Linked DNA regions of Mus musculus: region 1 is linked to region 2. Evidence: chromatin contacts called from public promoter capture Hi-C data. All regions are on one chromosome and are shown on one strand. The core of a region is the stretch at or near the end of the contact, and the rest is flanking DNA. Distances in the headings are between cores, read along the strand shown.

The links. Promoter capture Hi-C pulls out the DNA fragments that hold promoters and counts their contacts.
Region 1: a promoter capture Hi-C map of the HPC-7 cell line shows a contact between it and region 2. The contact joins the enhancer-like site here to the promoter of Tspyl1 in region 2. A contact is called at or near these places in 6 of 39 promoter capture datasets (3T3-L1-derived adipocytes, the C10 cell line, the HPC-7 cell line and 3 more), 15 of 484 Hi-C or Micro-C datasets (the HPC-5 cell line, the HPC-7 cell line, LSK cells and 6 more), 12 of 115 datasets of contacts at active chromatin or transcription factors (the HPC-7 cell line, the SCID.adh cell line, bone marrow-derived dendritic cells and 4 more) and 3 of 9 other capture datasets (adipose tissue, liver and pancreatic islet).

What each region holds. Positions count from the first base shown.
Region 1 is chr10:34,247,470-34,251,889 of GRCm38.p6, forward strand. The region is part of intron 1 of Gm26564 (a long non-coding RNA gene); the gene reads right to left. Among named protein-coding and RNA genes, the nearest start is that of Tspyl1, 33 kb to the right of the region's middle. Within about 2 kb of position 1,937, at least 35 of the 459 cell types and tissues checked have an H3K27ac peak or open chromatin away from gene starts, as enhancers often do. A contact at or near this core is called in the HPC-7 cell line, bone marrow-derived macrophages and pre-megakaryocyte-erythroid progenitors, where this site is marked.
Region 2 is chr10:34,279,006-34,283,819 of GRCm38.p6, forward strand. Tspyl1 (testis-specific protein, Y-encoded-like 1) reads left to right here and starts at 3,185. Exons shown (of 1, transcript NM_009433.3): 1 at 3,185-4,814. The coding sequence starts at 3,276. The coding sequence ends at 4,415. The region is part of intron 1 of Gm26564 (a long non-coding RNA gene); the gene reads right to left.

The DNA of each region.
Region 1 (4,420 bases), core at 687-3,186, 33 kb before region 2:
GAAGAGTAACTTAACATCTATGAGGCAAAGAGAAGGGTAAGGCTATCAGTGAAATGGGACAAAGGGTTGAGTCTCAGCTTGTTTGCTTCAGACTTGTTGAATATGAATGAGAGGGGACAATGGGTGGTAGGGCCCACATGGTGTTGGCCTGCTACTGGCCTTTGCCTAAGCCAGGTTCTCTTTGTGTTTTATACACATCATTGCTCACACGCAACCCTCAGGACCTCATACAGGCCAGACTTATGTAACCTCTTTCCACCCTGCTCTTCAAAGGCAGCTATGTTTACCCTGACTTTAGGGTAACAGCTCAGAAAACTCACAGATTCAATTTGAAAAGCTATAAAAGGGGGGTGGCATGCAGTGAGGGTTTCACGTGAGGCTATTTGACCTTGCTGTAACTGGTCTAAACTGCCAGCTTTCATTCACTGTTACAACAGAAAAGGGAAAATAAGCAAAATGTCTTTGTCGCTAGATCCTGCAATTTGTTGCATATGTCTTGGCTTCAAGCCCAAAATTAAAGAAAAATCTGTCTACTCGCCAATGGCAGGATGACAACATAATATATTAAAGTCACATCAAAGTGGTCACAGAGTTAGCAGGAAAGGGAGCCAGCAGACAGCTCTGAGACTTTGGTTTCCTGTATAGGTGGGAAGAAACTCCTTGAGGTCCTGGGAAGACAAACAGGTGGGTTCTTGAAGCTGCTGAGTTGCTTCTCATAAGTAGGAAAGCCTTTTCTCTTTTGCTTCATGATTTGCTTCTGAGGATTATTAATTAGCTATAGCTTTGCTGCGTGGGGCAGGGAAACAACAAGGGACCCAGAAAGGAGGAATAAGTCAGACAAACCAACCACTAAAAATAGCTACTCATTTAAAATGCCCCTGTAAGTACAATTGGGGCATTAGACTGGGATGTGAGAAACAGAAAGACCAAAAACCCAGTAACAATGAAAAAGACATTATAAAAACATGCACCCAGGACAGACAGGATGGTGTGCATCTTCCCTCATAGGAGTCCCACACAAAATTAACTACAACTCAGAACCAACTTACATCTCTCTTGAACTATGAGTTATATCAACTGATACGCTGTGCTTTTATGTTTTAAAATAAGTTTCCCATTATTTTTAAGTAGACTTAAATTATCTTCAGAATCTCTTAGTTTGTTGGTGCTGTTCACTACACATGAAATGCTGTGGAATTCTATTATGTTAGAACCAAAATGAATGAAATACATTATAGTAACACGAAGTTTTGGAAACGTGATAAAAATAAGTACATTTTGGGCTGGAGAGATGGCTCAGCCGTTAAAGGCTAGGCTCACAACCAAAAATAAGTACATTTTGTAAAACTTGCAGAAGTCAGTTCTTTCCTTCTGTTATGTGGGTCCTGGGGATTGAACTCCGGTGGTCACGATTAGCCGCAATCACCTTACCTACTGAGCCATCTCACTTGCCACTTGTTTCTTTTTTTTTTAATTTCATTTTTAAAATTTATTTATTTATTTATTTTGTGAGTACGTATTGTGTGAATGCACGTTACACAGTACATGTGTGCAGGTCTGAGCATATCCTGTGGAAGTTGGTTCTCTTTATCTACAATGGATAGAGACTGAATTCAGATCAGGCTTGGTGGCAGGAGCCTTTACCTGCTGAGCTATATATATATATATAAAACTCCCCATCTTTTTTTTTTTTTGGAGCGCTCTCTCCCTGGCCTGAAACACACCAAGTAAGCCAGGCTGGACAGTGGACCCCAGGCTTCTGTCTGTTGCCACCTTTCCAGGAGTTTTCAGGTGTGTACACTATTATTTTACTTATGCATACAGATGCTTTGCCTGAATGTATATTTGTGCACCATGTTTGATGCCTGTGGAGGCCAAAATAATGCACCAGATCTCCAGGAGCCAGAGTTATAGATGATTTTGAGTTACCATATAAGTGTGGGAAATCAAGCTTGGATCCTCCAGAAGAGAAGCCAGTTATCATACCACTCATCAGTTTCTCCAGACCCATGTCTGGAATTTTTGTTTTAAAAATATGAATTCTAAAGATTGGACTCATTCCTCATGTTTGTACAAGCGTTACTCCCATTATCTATACAGCTTGGACAAGAACATTTAAAAACAAGTCTATGCATAATTAAAGCATACAATAATAGCACTATAATTTCTTGGCTACATTTCTAGTGAAGAAATACTCATTACCAAGTGTGGCATAGCCGAGTTTTGTGGTAGGTCTAATTTTAGCTTTTTGAGGAAGCTCCACATTGATTGATGTTCATAGTGGCAGCACTGCTTTGTCCTTCTCCCACCACTGAAGAATTGTTCCTCTTTACGTTCACAGCCACATCCCCCCCCCCACCCCCCAACTTAGTCATCTGACTCAAGTAAGATGAAGTATCATAGTAGCTACAATTTGAATTTCCCTATTGGCTCAGGATGTTGAGCAATTTTTTAAAAATGCTTCTTGGACATTTGTGTTTTATCTTTTGAGATTTCTCTCTTAACTTCCATATCTATTTTTTAAAAATTGAGTTGTTTGTTTTCTTGATGTTTAGTTTTTTTTTTAATTCTGTGTATATTTTAGATACTAACCCGCTGTTACATGTAGAGCTGGTAAAGAATTTTTTTTTTTCATTTTGTAGGCTGTATCTTCACTCAAGTAATGGTGTCCTTTGCTGTACAAAAGCTTTTTAGTTTCTGGAAGTTCCACTTATTAGTTGATCTTAATGCCTGTGCTATCAGGGTCCTATTCAGAAAGCCCTCCTGAGACAATGAATCCAAGTGTGTACTCACTACTTTCTTCTCTAACAGATTCCGGGTATCAAATGTTATGCTGAGGTTCTTGATTCAGGGAAGGTAGAGGAGGGAATATGGTGATGGATAAATAAAACTAAAGTCCTATGGGAATCTACTATTGTAGAAGTTTCTAAACACACACACACACACACACAAACACAAATAGTTAAAATGTATTTACCCTACAATTGGGCAACCAATGTCCCACTAGACAGCCCAGGCTAATGAATAAAAATCTTTGTGCTAGGTATGGGTTATCTCCTCTGGAGTCTTTTGTCAGTGAGGTCCCCTTACCCTCCAAATATTACAGGCTATTGTCAGTGCTCTTGGTTACCTGCCAGAACTTGATAATAATACCCTCTTGCTGAAGATACCACATATTTGAACCATAGAATAGGGAGAAATCAAGCTTGCCCTGATCTGGAAGCTTAATCTCTACTGGCTAGCTTCCATAGTGCTGGAAGGAACTCTGCATGGTACTAGAGGAGAAAAATAATCATCACTCTTGTAGCATTCCAACTGTGAATCCTACAAGCTGCAATAATGGCTTGTCTGGCAACAATAGCCACTGGTGCAATAATGGCATGAGCATCATCATGGAAGTAACCATTTTTGGGTTGACCTACACTATATGAATACCTATTGTAGAAATTGCCTAATTCACAGCATACACACACACACCACATACATGCACAAAGTGGACCATCATTATTGGACCATGGACCTGTGGTTAGATAGGTTATAGGCCACAGAAGAGAACATACTACTACTATACAGCTAAATTGACATAGTATTAAAAACAACCAATGACTTGTTGCTATACCCACAGATTAATGCACCCTTCAACATTCATAAGAGAAATTTCTATTTTCAGTAGATGGTGATTAACTGAGAACCATGACTGTTCACCATTCAGAGATTAAGAGACTGCAGAATGCTCAGCCCTAAATGAAATGTAGATAGCATGTTTTGTCCTCCTAACACTTGGGAATCATTGCTGAAGAGACTATGAAAAAAAGGTAAGAGCCAGAGGTAGTGAATGGAAGCACTATTTTCTGGACACAGCTTGGTAGTTGTAGGTATGAACTCAGCAGTTGTGACAGCATGCACAAGACCTTTGGAAGCTCAAGTTAGATAAAATCCCAACCTGGAGAGAAGTCAGTTTTCTTTAAGAATATAATCCCTGGTGGGCCAACCACCCTTCCATGGAAAGCCACACATGCAAGAATATATGGGCAGTACACCTTGAACTTGATGGGTTAAAAATAAAATTCTAAAAAGATATAAAGTTGGATCAGAGGAGAAAGGAAGTAGATGTGAAAGGAAGTGAGAGAGATGTTAAAGTAATTAAAACACATTGTCTGAAATTCTCAAAGAACCAGTTAAAAATGAGATCGAGTATCTTCATTACATGCATTGCTTTTATTGGATTCTTTATTTTTCTAGATAATTGAGTATGAATTTTACTGCCTAATTAGAAAAAAAAAAGAGGCATCTAAATCAGTTATCCACACAATGGTACAATGACCTAATATGATTGGCTATATCCCTTCAGGAACAGAATCCCCGACTGTATCAATGACATGTTTTTACTAGCAAGTGGGGAAAGAATGTACTGTGTTTA
Region 2 (4,814 bases), core at 1,935-4,434:
TTATACATTATTATATAATATATATTTATATTCTTTTATATTCTTTTAATAACGTGAGCTAAAGAATGGATTCTATTGCTTTTTTTCTGCATAAAGCATTTAAAAGTGGTGTCTCTGAGATCTCTTTGTAGGCCATTTTAGTTCCAGCATTCCTTCTATCTCCTACCATGATGCTGTGTCTAGAAAAATGTCCAACTGAACTGTCTCACAAGGGATGTTGTGTGGTCTTCAGTTTAGCAGTCATTTCTCATATATTACCATTCAGCACATTAAATGAGTGAATGTGACTGATATAGTAGCCACATGGACATGGAAATTCCATTAGACAAGTGTAGAGTGCACAGTGCAGTAGCTGGGCTACTGTGCAAACATGCTTCCTATGTCCCCAGGCTTCACCTCTTTCTCAAGCTGGTCAACTGTGGACAGCTTTTGGGACCGCTTGGCAGGAATCTGACATTGGGCCATGACAAGGAAGTAAGTTCAGGCTAGAATCTAATTTTAGGCTAGAACAAAGAAGTAGGCTTCAGGCAAGAATGGGAATTTGGCCTAGGACCCAGAAGTAGGCTCAGATATCTTCTTCATCCTGATAAGCCCTTAGAAACAGGACTTTGTTTATTGCTTTGCTTGTTCCTTGACTATTTGTACTTATTGTCTTGCTTGTTCCTTCACCTAGATCTGACTTATTACTTACATGTAATTAAAATGATATAAAAGCAGATTTGGAAAAAAATAAACCTGCCTCAGCCTCAGAACTGGCTGGGTCATGCTACAGTGTTGTCTAATTGTCTTTTTTCTTTTTAATCTTCTCTGCTGCCCTGGAGAACCTGTTGACTGATTGAGCTGGCTTGGTCAGTCAGTCCTTATCCAAAGCAGGAACCAAGTCAAGCTCATTTCCTCCATAACACATACATTCAATATCCTTATCTGAATGAATGCATTAATGCTCTACCTGAAATCATTAAGTTAGTGCACAAAAACTTAATTAAAATACATGTAAGCTTCAGCATAGAATGTAAATAATATTACTATGTTCTGCTAATTGAAAGCTTACAATGCTACCTACTTTATATATCATTTTATACTTTATACATCTTGTGTCATCTTCATATTAGAGTTCTAAAATATAAATGATAGTTTCCATTTTAAGTATTAACAATTATTTGAAATTGTGGGGCAGTGGTGGCACATGCCTTTAATCCCAGCACTCTGGAGGCGTAAGCACCAGATAGAGTTCCAGGACAGCCAAGGCTACACATAGAAACCGTCTTGAAAAACAAAGACAAAAATCAAAACAAATCAAATTAATTCATTGATTGGTTGTGTGTGTGTGTTTGTGTGCCATGGGGGATCCTTGTGGTGAACAAAGGAAAACTTGCAGGAGTCATTTTTTCTTTCTTCCCCATTGGTCCGGTCTTGGGGATTAAACTTATCTTTAGGCTACGCAGCAAGCACCTTTGCCTGCCTAGAGGGGTGACTTGTCCAGGTCAAACAAACCAAAGCTAGAACTTGAATCAAGTTGAAGACAAATGGGGACCTTGTCAGACTAAACAAAACCAAGTGGACACTTCTATATGATAGTTAGTGGAAAATAATAATAAAATGAATCATGTCTAAGATGCATCGTCTAACATTCATAGTTTAGTCTCAGTAAAAGACTGTGGCTCAATTTCATTTACAAGAATCCATTCTGTCATAGGTGTAGCATCATTTTCTAAAGGAGAAGTCGCTCCCTCTAGTGACAGTCGTTGGAAATAACACGCCTAGCAAGAATTTAACCGTGGAAATTCCTTTCTCTGTGTGGAAGAAACAGTGCAAGGGAGAGAGGAGGAGACATTATTTACCAGAACTTCACCAAAATTGGATTACAGTTTCAGAAGACCTGACATAGGCATCTGTGTCACTCTCCATCCGCAGTTACTTTTATGAGATGTGTAATTTTCTAACCACGCCATTCTTATTGGTGCGTTTACCACTGTGATAAATGCCACGTCATATAGTTCTTATAATAACCTAAGTCGGTGACCCCTTTGCTATACTAAAATCGCCACCACTACAGTAAGCTTTATAGTAAAATTGTTAAATTTTCTATTTATGTGTGTAGATGGGTTATATTGTCTATGAACTTTATCGAAAAACGTTAAATGGTGTTTTGGAAATATTTGTTATACAGAAGGTGACATTTTTCTGGTAAATTTGAATTTGAGGACCACGAATAACTACCTTCTTTTTCTCAAAACAGAAAGGAAATGAATGTGTTCTTAAATATTAATCTATTTATGGATGCGGAAAGGAGGTGGGAGAAAATATGTATCAACTTGATATAGACTATGCATTTATGCCTATGTCCTAAAGTGACGTCACATCCCGTTCAGAGAACCCGGGAATCAAATGTCCAGGGCTCAAATCATCGCTCTGTCATTTTCTATGTTATTCTGGTAAGAGACCCAGTCTCTCCTTGTCTCAATAAAATGGATATCTTAATACATCAGAGGATTGTTATGCAAACTATTCGATGCCACGGTGCAAGACACACCAGTAAAAACAATCATTAATGATGACCACAAAATCTTTTCCAAAAAGAATAATTCCCAAAGCAAACCCACAGATCTTTGTTCCCCAGTAACGTCAGAGCTTAGAATAGAACTGAGTTTTTATTATTATTTTGAGCCAACGTGTATGCAGCCCAGGTTAGCCTCCAAGTCAACGATCCTCCTCAGCACCAGAGCACTGAGGCGACAGACAAGGGCCATCACACCAAGCTAGACTTCATTATTTTTTTCAGTTCTGTGGTGGTGGTGGTGGTGGTGGTGGTGGTGGTGGTGGTGGTGGGGAACCGTGGCATTCACCTTGGTTAATACAAACATTTGGCTCCTAGCTTTGTCTAATACCAGGAGGTGTTTTTACCGTTCCACATAAGTGGAAAGGGGATGAACTTGTTTGCAGACACAGACACACACACGGCTGCAGCCCGGATGCGGGCGAAGGGTCCAGAAGCCAGGTCCAGAAGCCCCGCCACTGTCTTCAGTCTCCTAGGATGATTGACATCCCTTTACGGAAACAAACGTGACAACCGCTATCCGCTACATTTACAGAAGCCAAACAAATACGGAAGTCACGAGCTGAAGAACCAATCAGGTGCGCTGCAGGTTCTCGCGAGACTTGCGGGCTGTGGCTCTGGCGTCACTGCGCTGGAGAGAGCGAGGGGCGGAGCTGGGGTTGCGGGGGACCGTGAGGGTTGTTGTTTGTAGGCGGAGGTCTGCGCGACTAGACCCGACATGAGCAGCCCGGAGCGGGACGAGGGGACCCCTGTCCCCGACAGCCGCGGCCACTGCGATGCTGACACTGTCTCGGGGACCCCAGACCGGCGACCGCTGCTCGGCGAGGAGAAGGCGGTGACAGGTGAGGGCCGCGCAGGGATCGTGGGGAGCCCCGCGCCCCGAGATGTCGAGGGCCTTGTCCCCCAGATTCGGGTGGCCGCAGCTAGGCAGGGAGAGTCACCTCCTTCCGTTCGGGGCCCCGCGGCAGCGGTGTTCGTGACACCGAAATATGTGGAGAAGGCCCAAGAAACTCGGGGAGCGGAGTCCCAGGCCCGTGACGTGAAGACGGAACCGGGCACCGTCGCGGCTGCAGCGGAAAAGTCAGAAGTGGCCACGCCAGGGAGCGAGGAGGTGATGGAGGTGGAGCAGAAGCCCGCGGGCGAAGAAATGGAGATGCTGGAGGCGAGTGGAGGAGTGAGGGAGGCGCCGGAGGAGGCAGGGCCCTGGCACCTGGGCATAGATCTTCGCAGGAACCCGCTGGAGGCCATCCAGCTGGAACTGGACACTGTGAATGCTCAGGCCGACAGGGCCTTCCAACATCTGGAGCAGAAGTTTGGGCGAATGCGACGACACTACCTGGAACGGAGGAACTACATCATTCAGAATATCCCAGGCTTCTGGATGACTGCCTTCCGGAACCACCCTCAGTTGTCCGCCATGATTAGGGGTCGGGATGCAGAGATGTTAAGGTACGTAACCAGTCTGGAGGTGAAGGAACTGAGACACCCTAAGACTGGCTGCAAATTCAAGTTCTTTTTTCGAAGAAACCCCTACTTCAGAAACAAGCTGATTGTCAAGGAATATGAAGTGAGATCATCTGGTCGAGTGGTGTCTCTTTCCACTCCAATCATTTGGCGGAGAGGGCATGAGCCCCAGTCCTTCATTCGCAGAAACCAAGATCTCATTTGCAGCTTCTTCACCTGGTTCTCGGACCACAGCCTTCCAGAATCTGACAGAATCGCTGAGATTATCAAAGAGGATCTGTGGCCAAACCCACTGCAATACTACCTGTGTCGTGAAGGAATCCGTAGACCCCGACGTCGCCCAATAAGGGAGCCAGTGGAGATTCCCAGGCCTTTTGGCTTCCAGTCAGGTTAATCTTTGCATTTGAAAATGCGGCCGGAACTGGTCCCTTCTCACCTGTGCTTGAGCAAATGCAACGGGTATGCAGTGTTTTGATTTCTTTCCTCCTGACTTTTCTGCATCTTCTATCTGGATAGTCTCCACCTCGAGATTAAGACTGGACATGCTTCTGCTTTCCCATGGCCTTCATGCTGTTCTGAATTAGTATCTGCTGGTTCACGGCCCTGGCTTATACCCTTTCTAAGCTCAACAATGAAACTGTATGTTACACTGCCTTTACACTGTTTGGACCCTATTGTTTTCAGTCTTACCTGTTTACTGCCACCTAGATGTCTTGCTTTAACTGGGGGCCCTTCTATTTATCTGTTCATCATGTGGCAACGTGGACACAGAGTTTTTGGACAGTTGCTGAGC